Linked DNA regions of Sus scrofa: region 2 is linked to region 1. Evidence: chromatin contacts called from public Hi-C data. All regions are on one chromosome and are shown on one strand. The core of a region is the stretch at or near the end of the contact, and the rest is flanking DNA. Distances in the headings are between cores, read along the strand shown.

Evidence for each region. A called contact is a pair of places that touch in the nucleus more often than the background predicts.
Region 2: a contact with region 1 is called in a Hi-C map of skeletal muscle, with 2.9 times the contacts expected there. The contact joins two enhancer-like sites. A contact is called at or near these places in 7 of 47 Hi-C or Micro-C datasets (embryonic fibroblasts, epiblast stem cells, omental adipose tissue and 2 more).

Annotation. Positions count from the first base shown.
Region 1 is chr13:146,431,697-146,437,190 of Sscrofa11.1, forward strand. It overlaps SPICE1 (spindle and centriole-associated protein 1), which reads left to right. Exons shown (of 18, transcript XM_021070358.1): 5 at 2,834-2,936; 6 at 3,765-3,871. Among named protein-coding and RNA genes, the nearest start is that of SPICE1, 23 kb to the left of the region's middle. Within about 2 kb of position 2,050, at least 14 of the 83 cell types and tissues checked have an H3K27ac peak or open chromatin away from gene starts, as enhancers often do. A contact at or near this core is called in skeletal muscle, where this site is marked.
Region 2 is chr13:146,887,515-146,892,760 of Sscrofa11.1, forward strand. All of the region lies in intron 5 of GTPBP8 (GTP-binding protein 8), which reads right to left. Among named protein-coding and RNA genes, the nearest start is that of NEPRO, 12 kb to the right of the region's middle. Within about 2 kb of position 2,072, at least 15 of the 83 cell types and tissues checked have an H3K27ac peak or open chromatin away from gene starts, as enhancers often do. A contact at or near this core is called in skeletal muscle, where this site is marked.

The sequences.
Region 1 (5,494 bases), core at 800-3,299:
TAAGTTTTATCACAGAGCAGTGATAAAGAAATCTAGAAAGAGCAAGGGAAAGTCAATGCACTGACCTCTGGCCCCTCAGACTATCTGCCCTAAAGACCCTGGGATTTGCAGAAGGATGCAGGGAGGTGGCTTACTGAAGACCTCATTATAAATAATATCAGATCTTTAAATTTTTCTTTTTTTCTTCTTCTTCTTCTTAGGGCTGCACACATGGAGGTTCCCAGGCTAGTGGTCGAATCGGAGCCACAGCTGCTGGCCTATGCAACAGCCACAGCAACGCGGTATCCGAGCTGGGTCTGCAACCTACACCAGAGCTCACAGCAATCCCAGATCCTTAACCCACTGAGCAAGGCCAGGGATCGAACCTGCAACCTCATGGTTCCTAGTCAGATTCATTTTTGCTGAGCCATAAGGGAAAATCCTAAAAAAAGTTTTTAAATCATAGTTGGTTTACAACGTTGTGTTGGTTTCAGTTTTATAGCAATGTGATTCATTTGTTTATAATGTATGCGTGTGTGTATGTTTGTGTGTGTATTCTTTCTCAGATTCTTTTCTATTATGGGTTGTTATAAGATACTGAATATAGTTCCCTGTGCTATACAGTAGGTCCTTGTTGTTTATCTGTTTTGTATATAATAGTTTGTATTTGTTAATCCCAAACTCCTAGTTTATCCCTCCCCCTGCCCCTCTTTTCTCTTTCGGTACCATAAATTTGTTTTCTACATCTGTGAGTCTATTTCTCTTTTGTAAATAAGCTCATTTGTATCTTTTTTTTTTTTTTTGGATTCCACATGTAAGTGATAGCATATGATATTTGTCTTTTTCTGACTTTCTTCATTTAATATGTTAATCTCTAGGTTCATCCATGTTGCTAGAAGACATTATTTCATTCTTTTTATGTCTGCATAATAATCCACTGTGTGTTTGTATATATACACCACATCTTCTTTATCCATTCATCTCTTGATGGACATTTAGGTCCATCTCTTGATGGATATTTCATGTCTTGGCTATTGTGAATAGTGCTGCTATGAACATAGAGGTGCATATATCTTTTTGAATTATAGTGTTCTCTGGATATATGCCCAGGAGTGGGATTGCTGGATCATATGGTAACTCTATTTTTAGTTTTTAAAGGAGCCTCCATATCGTTTTATATAGTATCTGCACCAATTTACATTCCCACCAACAGTGTAGGAGGGTCCCCTTTTGTCAGTACCCCCTCCAGCATTTATTATTTGTAGACTTTTTGATTATGGCCATTCTGAGTGGTGTGAGGTAACACCTCATTGTACTTTTTATTTGCATTTGTTTAATAATTAGTAATGTTGAGCATATTAGATCTTGATATGATAAAATCATTCCTCCACAATTGATTTCTGTCAGTTTATATATCTTTATCTTGATCGGAGGTCAATTCCTTTTTTTAAAATAGTAAACTCTTAAAACTGCCATTAGAAAGTATACCTTGTGTAATTTTTCTAGTGTAAGTGATAGATTATAATGCTTCATTTACTTTCTTAAGCTCTAATTGCATGTACTGCAAAATAGCTAACCAGAAATGGAAATTTTAGTTGCAACAACATTCTCAAATATATCTAGAGTTGAACACATATTTTCAGTGTGTCCACAGCCTTATAACAGCCTTGTGGGATTGGGAAGGTGTTTGTATCTTCATTTACCTATCAGGAAACTAAGTTTTTAAGTGGGGGTTTGCCTAGTATCTAATTACTGGGCTTAGGATGCCAGCCTTATAAGTCCAGATGTGCTTTTGCTTTATGCCATTACAAAGCTTACTCTTTTTGGAAGCAAAGAGTTCAGAACTTTATTCGCATTAACTGAGCCAGCCAATATGCTTGGCTTTTAGCAAGGGAAAAAGGGGAGAGTCAGACTGTAACTCTTGTTATTTTTCTTCATGTCCTGAAACAATAGCTGAGTCATATTATATGCTTGTTTCCATAGCCTAGAGAAATTCTGGAAAGAGCATTTGTTACCAGATATTTTGATTTGAGTCAGTGTTGGAAATTGGGCAGTTTCCAATGTTGAGGCTCCTTTCAACCTTAGGATGCCACCTGGTGGTGGTGGATGGAGTTGACTTGCTTTCACTCCAGCCCGTGTGTCCTTGCTTATAATTAGGAAAGTTCCTAAGTTGAAAGTACAAAATCAGAAGCACTGCTGTAATTATTATATTATATTTTGTAATTTTAGGGCGGAACCTGTGGAATATGGAAGTTCCCAGGCTAGGGGTTGAATCCAGGGTGTAGCTGCTGGCCTAGGCCACAGGCACAGCAACACAGGATTTGAGCTGCCTCTGCCACTTATACCTCAGCTCCCGGCAACACAGGATCCTTAACCCACTGAGCAAGGCCAGGGATCTAATGGGCACCCTCGTGGATGCTAGTTGGGTTTGTTACCGCTGAGCCATGGCAGGAACTCCCATGTAATGGTATTTTTTTGAGTTCTCATCTCTCCAGGATAAAAACTGAGGTTTTTTATAAATGTGGAAGCATCACTTTTTTGTTTAATGCCCCCAACTCATATATCACATCTTGTTTTTTAAGTTATGAGTCATGACTCATTAGTGGGTTATGAAATCACTTTAGAGGTAGAAACAGCAAAGATTCATGCATTTGAGATTGTGGCTTAAATTGAAGCCAAGCATTTGGAATCCACTAATTATTGTAATAGCTCCATCTACTGGTTCTTAGTGGTATTGCCACTGAAGGATTTTAAGTTATTTTTATGCTCCTGGCTTTGTATGACTTTTCCTCTGTGATTTGTTAAGTATATACATTTTTCTGAATAATAATATTTATTATTAACACATCTTTAGATTCTTTCTGATCAATACCAGATGCAGGATGTATTGGAAAAATCTGATCATTTGATGGCTACAGCAAAAGATTTGTTTGTTGATTTTCCTCGTAGGCGCACAGGTAAAGTATTCACATCAAACAAAATTTCTTTATCTTATTAACGGCCATAGCCCACACCTGGCTATTTGAAAGAATTTAAAATTGTTTTTTTAGCCATTGTATTATTTATATTACGTGTTTTCTGGAGTGAATAGTATATAAGGGTTGTTAGGCACAGATTTATTATAATTTATGTGCTTTTCACAAAGAATATTAATATTTTCACAAAGAATATTAACTATTAAAATTACTCAGTTAAGGAAAAGTAAATTGTTATTATTTTCTAAAATACTTTGTGAAATGTGTAAGATTTCCTAATTTAAAATATGAATTTTTCAGCTTATTAGTATTAAGTTATCATATAATTACAGTATCTGTTTTGTATGTAATTTGAGTAAAGCTTAATTTGAAACCTAAAGCAACTTCAGTCTCTCTCTGAAAGGAACTGTGCCTCCCGTGTATAACTATACAACATTTTCCACTTTGATGTGTATATTAATCCGTAAAAAACAGATGACGAGGCTTTAGTTTAAGGTCTGAATTCTGGCTTGGCCAGTCACTAGTATGATTCTGTGCCTGTTACTTCACATCTGTGAGATTCTGTTTACCCATATGTAAAATAATAATGGGAACAACTTCATGGAATTTTGCGAGGGTGAAACAATTGAATATATGTAAAAACATTTAGAAAAGTGCCTGGCATATAGCAAGGACTATATAAGTGTGAGTTGTCATTATTGTTATTTAAGATTTTCATATGATGATGCAAACTTATGGCAGTGTATAGTACATGTGAAATCAATGTAATTAAATGAAACAAAATCATCATGACTTATTTTCTTTCTGCAGGGTTTCCGAATATAACAATGGCTCCTGATTCCTCTCAAGGTCCAATTGTGGTAAATCAAGACCCGGTTGCCAAGGCCATTCTTAGTGAATCTGTTGTAGAGCCTCAGGTAATATGCTTGCACACAGCCATAATGTTCATGCTGAAATTAAGTTTAATGTAGACAGGCATTTTGATAAACATTTCAAAAGCTTTAATATCTAAATACCAACTTATGATTGCTAGAATTGTTCTTATTCAAGCATAATACATTTTCTGTGACTAATGCTTGTACTAAAAAAGATAGGACTGGATAGTAATAGCTAACATTTATTGCGTGCTACCTAGGGGGTAGTTACTAATTTTTTTTTTTTTTTTTTTTTTTTTGGTCTTTTTAGGGCCGTACCCATGGCATATGGAAATTCCCAGGCTAGGGGTCGAAGCAGAGCTATAGCTGCTGGCCTATACCACAGCCACAGCAATGCAGGATCTGCACCTTACTCCATAGCTCACGGCAATGCCAGATCCTTAACTCACTGAGTGGAGCCAGAGCTCAGGTTTGTTACACTGAGCCACGACAGGAACTCCCAGTTACTATTATTACCCCATTTAGCAGATGAAAAAACTGAGGCACAGAAAAATTGACTTGTCCAAGATTGCACAGCTAGTTAGCATCAGAGGTGGCATTCAAGTCTAGGTTACATGAGACTGTGCCACCATCTACAAATAGGAAACAACAGAAAGTCATTCTGCTTACACCTTTGGAGCCAAGTGAATCTGTGTTCATATTCTATTACTAGCTGTTTGATATTGAGTTGATTTCTCAAGGTACCTGAGTTGGCTTAAATAAGTATTTTTTGATAAATGGGATTGGGACATACCTGCTATGATTCTTGTGAGGATCAGCTGACTTAGGTTATATAAGGTGCCCAGCATAATACCAGATACTAGTTCTTCATTAAATCTTAGTCCCTGGAGTTCCCATTGTGACTCAGTGGAAACGAATCTGACTAGCATCCATGAGGATGTGGATTCGATCCCTGCCTTGCTCAGCGGGTTAGGGATCCAGTGTTGTCATGAGGTACTGTGTAGGTTGCAGACACAGCTTGGATCCCACGTTGCTGTGGTTGTGGTGTAAGCCTGCAGCTGTAGCTCTGATTTGACCCCTAGTCTGGGAACTTTCATATGCTGTGGAAGTGGCCCTAAAAAGCAAAAAAACCCAAGCAAACCCCAAAACAAAAACTTAGTCTCTTCTAATGTATTAGTTTGTTTTAAAAGCAGCTACCCAAGAAACTTGGAATTTATTGACAAGCACATGGAAAAAATGTAGTAGCAAAACATTAATTAGCTGTATCTTAACCTAATTGGATCTGTTAATTAACTAAAATGTTTAGAATTTTGAGATAGTTTTAAAAGCCCATGAAGAATTGAAAAAATTAAAAAATTAAATCAATTTTTTAATGAATGACTAGGTCTCAGTACCTATTTAATGCAATTTCTTGATATTTATATCCTCTTTGAAAAAAAGGAGAATCTTCAATTAGATGGATGATCCTAGGGAATTACAAGGTCCATAATGATATAAGTGCTTTTTCTACTTATGAAGGCAACTAAGTAGAATGTTACACATATTTTAAATAGCCAAACCCCATTAACCTTATCCACAGCCAAAAACCATTTATGTTTTGGCATTTATTGCAGCGTTAGCTTTCAGATGATCATGGTCTCTATGGTGAGGCTGGGGAAGTGGCAA
Region 2 (5,246 bases), core at 822-3,321, 460 kb after region 1:
TGATAGCAAGGTGGGAGTTGGGGAAGGCTCCTGGCATCTAGTGGGTAGAAGCCAGAGATATTGCTAAATATCCTACAATGCACAGGACAGTCCCTTATGACAAAGAATTATCTATTCAAAATGCCAATAGTGCTGAGGTTCAGAAACCCCAGGGTAGAGTATGACAGTCCTAGAAAGAAGTGGCAGGAAATGGGGTTGGAAAGATAGACTGGTGTTAATTTGTGAAAGATCTTAAATGCCATGTAATATAATGGAGGTTTCTAGGAAGGTAAGAGTTTTATTTTTATTCATTTATTTGGTCTCCTATTTATGTATAGTATAGTTCAATAAAAAGCAATAATGCTTACAAGTGACAAAAGAACATTTTCTTTACAAAATTCTGTCAATAAACTTTGAGGTTATCTGAACAAAGATTTTCAATGAAAAGAGTTCTCCTTTTCTGATTACCACCTAAATTCCTCTGCCCCCTGCCACTCCTCCACCCCCACCCCCACCCAAGGTGCCCAGGGTTATCCACAGAGCCTTTTGGCTGAGCTAAGCCATCATGTATGAGGGCTAAGCTCTGGGTAAAGGTGGTCCCTCTGAGACCACAGCCAGGAACGGAACACTTGTTTAGCTTACAGCCAGGTATGGGTTCTCAGGAAAGACTGGCTCTGGCCCAGGACTAATAAATGATGTTTGTGAACAGAAGTCTGGGGATCACTTTTTCTAAACCATATTCATGTTGGAAAAAGTGAGTTCATGTTATCATTACTTAATTCAGTACTTTCCCCGACTCTTGCAGTATGAATTCCTGCCCCACTCCCAAAATTGGCTGTGATAGCCGCTTCATGATCAGGAGGTTGATAATAGGCTGGAAATCACTTAGGAAACACAAGACCTCCTATGCCTAGTTTCAACCTTCTGAACAAAGCTATCTGCCCAGAAATCAAAGTCTGTTTACAATTAAAATCTGCCTAGAATTAAAGTCTAGGGGATGGAGAAGGTTACAGGGAAGACCCTTCATTCAGATCAAAGGAGACCGATTACCAAAGACCCTATACTAGGTTTTCAAAACTTTGAGTTCACGGAACGTTTCCAAATATTAGAATTTTCAATGGCACACCTAAAGGAATTAAATGGGGTCTACTGTCATGGTCACACTACAGTGGCATTCATACACTGAAGTTAAAAAATACAACCTGTGTGACCCTAGGAAGGTCAAAATTTAAATGTCAGACAATTCTTCCCTCCTTCTGCTCAGCAAGTATATGCTGTAGATTAGGGCTGCCAAAAATACAGGACACATTTACTTTTGAATTTTAGATAATGAATTTTTTTTTAGTACAAGTTTGTACTATGCTAAATTCATTTATCTGAAATTCAAATTTAACAGAGCACGCTCTATTTTTATTTGCTAAATCTGGCCACAAGAGAGTAGGAGAAGGGAATCTTCCTTTATTCAGCCAGCATCTGTGCCCATGGGCTTCTCTGAGGTGAGCAACTTGCCTCTCTGGATGCGGCTATTATTAAAGATGCATACAACACAGCCCCTTGAGCCAGGCCAACTACATCAGCTAGTGTTCAAGTGAATAAATCATGATCTGCCTTAATGTTGGAGGGGGAAAGGATTGTCTGAAACAGACTCACTGAGAGATATCGGTCTCTGATGTGGTAACTTTCTTAAGTATTTTCTTCATTTGACAAAAATTGAGTATTTGAACTGTTCTAGGCACTTAGGACAGAATGAGGGATGAAATAGCTTCTTGTTAGAACAAGGAACTAAACATCCCTGTTCTCATGATGCCTATATGCTCCTGGAGGGAGATTTTCAATGCGAATTTTAATATCTTTTTATCCTGGAATCGACCTGAGTTAGATGTTACTCTACCTACTGGCTCTATCACACTTGAATACCTTGACACTATTTGAATACACCTGCTTTCTGCCTTGATCATGTTTTCTTATATATTCCTGATGCAAAATTCTTGCTATGCCAGTATCTCCCATAGTAGGTCGTATGAGACTAGACAGCAATAAACACTGGTGTAAAAGACAGAAAGCTTTTAGGAACATGAGTCTCCTGAGAACTTTCTGTGTCTTGGCAAGTGTGCATGTACACATGTGTATTTTTCTGAGGGTATCTGGGTACACAGATGATGTGTCTCTTGGAAATGTTGGGTGAAAAGAGGCTATCTCCTTTCTGAGTGACTCCTAATTTTTAAAAACATTTTCTTGACCAGTTTAGTTGCAAAAGCAAACACTTGAAAGATTCCAGTAACAACTTCTTGGGCAGAAAAGATGGTCCCTGCTTAGAGCTTGGTTCAGCAGCAGACATTGAAATGTGGCTTGGATCCAACCCTTGGCCTAGTATTAGGGTGTTATATTCCACTAGAGGCCCTGGTACCTTTTCAGAAATGCACCAAATCAGGCACAGACTTGCTGGCAGCCACAGCAGAGGGATTTTACTGATCCATGCCCAGCTCTCAGGAGGTAACTGGCAAGAGAGAAGAAAGCAAAACAAGAAACTAAATCCTTATACACCTTATAAATTTGCCTTGGAAATTCTGCCTCAAGGCTGTCAAAGAATAGGAATAATGATTTCATTTTCTCCAAGGCCAGTTCTTGGGCATTGAGCCTTTAATGCAGAAAAAAAAACCAAAAAACAAAAAACAAAAAACAAAAAAACCCACATCCAATTATCTGATTATCAACTTTTTCTCTAAGTCTTGACAATGCTAGGGTCAGGTGACTCTGTTCCTTGACAATAAACTAAGTTATGCCACTTCTGGCCAAAGGAGGTCTTCAGATCACATGACTTGCTTCCAAGTCAGGGGCAAAGCCTTGAAATCATGCGCATCTACTTTGCCTATAAGACGTTTCTTTGATATTTTAAATCTCCTCTGCCAGGAATAAGTCCATTTGTCTCCATTCTGTCTGAGGTTGTGAAGCTGAGATTCCACTGGCGAGTTGGTATGTAGATTAGGTTGTTCTGCTTGGCTTCTAACTGAAGCTAGAAGCCAGCAAAGAGTAATCTGGGTACAGCCTCTTGCTGCCCTCTGGTGGAGACGTGGGTATTGCACAAGCCATAACTGAGGACTGATTTTCTGAGCTGTTTCAGGTGTCCATACAAAGGTCCATGGGGAGTAATTCCACTTAAAGCTATTAAGTTATATGCTACTGTAAAGCTAAATGTTATAATAAAAATATGTATTGAATAGAGTTTGAAAGGTTGCTCTATAGGAGTCTGATTTCCCAGTAATGGGGGCTTTTATTCTATCCCTTTTTAATTTTTTTTGTTTTTTATTAAATTTTATTTTTTAAATTGTATTTGATTTACAATGTTCTTTCAATGTTTCATCAATGTTTCTATTGTATAACAAGTATCACGAGCATGCATACATGTACATTTTTTAATACTATCTTCCATCATGTTCTAAGCCAAGAGATTGGACATAAGTTGCCTGTGCTGTACAGTAGGACCCCATTGCTTACCCATTCCAAATGCAACAGTGTGCACTACTAACCTAAACTCCCCATTCATCCCACTCTCGCCCCACAACCCAGCAACCGCAAGTCTGCTTTACATGTCTGCAATCTGTTTCTGTTTAGTAGATAGGATCATTTTGTGCTATATTTTAGATTCCATATATTAAGTGCTATCATATGATTTGTCTTTCTCTTTCTGACTTACCTCATCTAGTATGAGAATCTCTAGTTGCATCCATATTGCTGCAAATTATTTTGTCCTTTTTATGGCTGAATAATATTCTATTGCATATATGTACCACATTTTAATCCATTCATCTCTTGAGGGACATTTAGGTTGTTGCCATGTCTTGGCTATCATGAATAGCGCTGCGATGAACATAGGGATATGTGTACCTTTTTGAATGAATGTTTTGTCTGGATCAATGCCCAGGAGTGGGATTGCTGAATAATACGGTAGTTCTATATTTAGTTTTCTGAGGTACCCCCCCATACTGTTTGCCATAGTGGTTGTACCAATTTACATTCCCATCAACACTGAACACCATACACAAAAATAAACTCAAAAATGGATTAAAGACCTAAACATAGGGCCAGATACTATGAAACTCCTAGAGGAAAACATAGGCAGAACACTCTTTGACATAAATCACAGAAACATCTGTTTGATCCACCTCTTAGAATAAGGTCGATAAAAACAAAAATAAACCAATGAGACCTAATTAAACTCAAAAGTTTTTGTAAAGCAAAGGAAACCATTAAAACAACAACAACAACAAAAAGACAACCCACACAATGAGAGAAAATCTTTGCAAACAATGGAACAGACAAAAACTTAATCTCCAAAATATACAAACAACTCACACAACTCAACAACAATAACAACAAAAAAACAAACAACCTAATCGAAAAATGGGCAGAAGACTCAAATAGACATTTCTTCAATGAAGGCATATGGTTAGCCAAGAGGCACATGAAAAAATGCTCAACATCACTAGTTATTAGAGAACAAGAATGAGGTGCTACCTCACACAGAATGGCCATCATTAACAAGTCAACAAATAACAAATTCTGGAGAGGGTGTGGAGAAAAGGGAACCCTCTATACCTCTTTTATTTCTGTTTGCTGGGAACTCATTTGTTACTGTCTTCTCAGCTCTTTTCTTCATCATTTCATGTATCTCTAGATAATTATAAGATTCTTGCAAGGGGTCATCTTCACACATTTCCAAAAAGTGAAAATCAGCATTTGACCCATGAAAATTATAATTCTTATACACTCTAGATCTTAAACTTGGATTTATATCTATACATTCAGATCAAAATTCAAACGAAAATTCAATTCAGGAATTCAAATGAAATATGTGAGTCTTATATCTTCTGAAAGTTCCTGAATGCAAATGAGAGGCTGTCCCCTTAAGACTTTTACATGTAAATTACATTTTGAAAGAAAATATGTTTTATTACAGCCCTAAAAATGGGAAAATATATTAAAAGTCTAGTCAGGCAGAAGATGCTTTTTAGAATCAAGGAAACATTTTGGACACTAGCATATGGGTTATTAACCCATTATGCATATGTATGACTGGCCTTTCAAATGTGGTCCAGCGACTTACAGAGCTGTTGTATTTCTTCAATTAAGAAATTTTTAATGCTATGCTAGTACTTGGTTCTTATTGAAAGGCCTTTTTATTCATTAGTTAATTCATTCAGTACTTATTCAACAGGTATTTACTGAGCACCCATGTGCCAGCAGGAGGGAGGACATACATCCCTTGC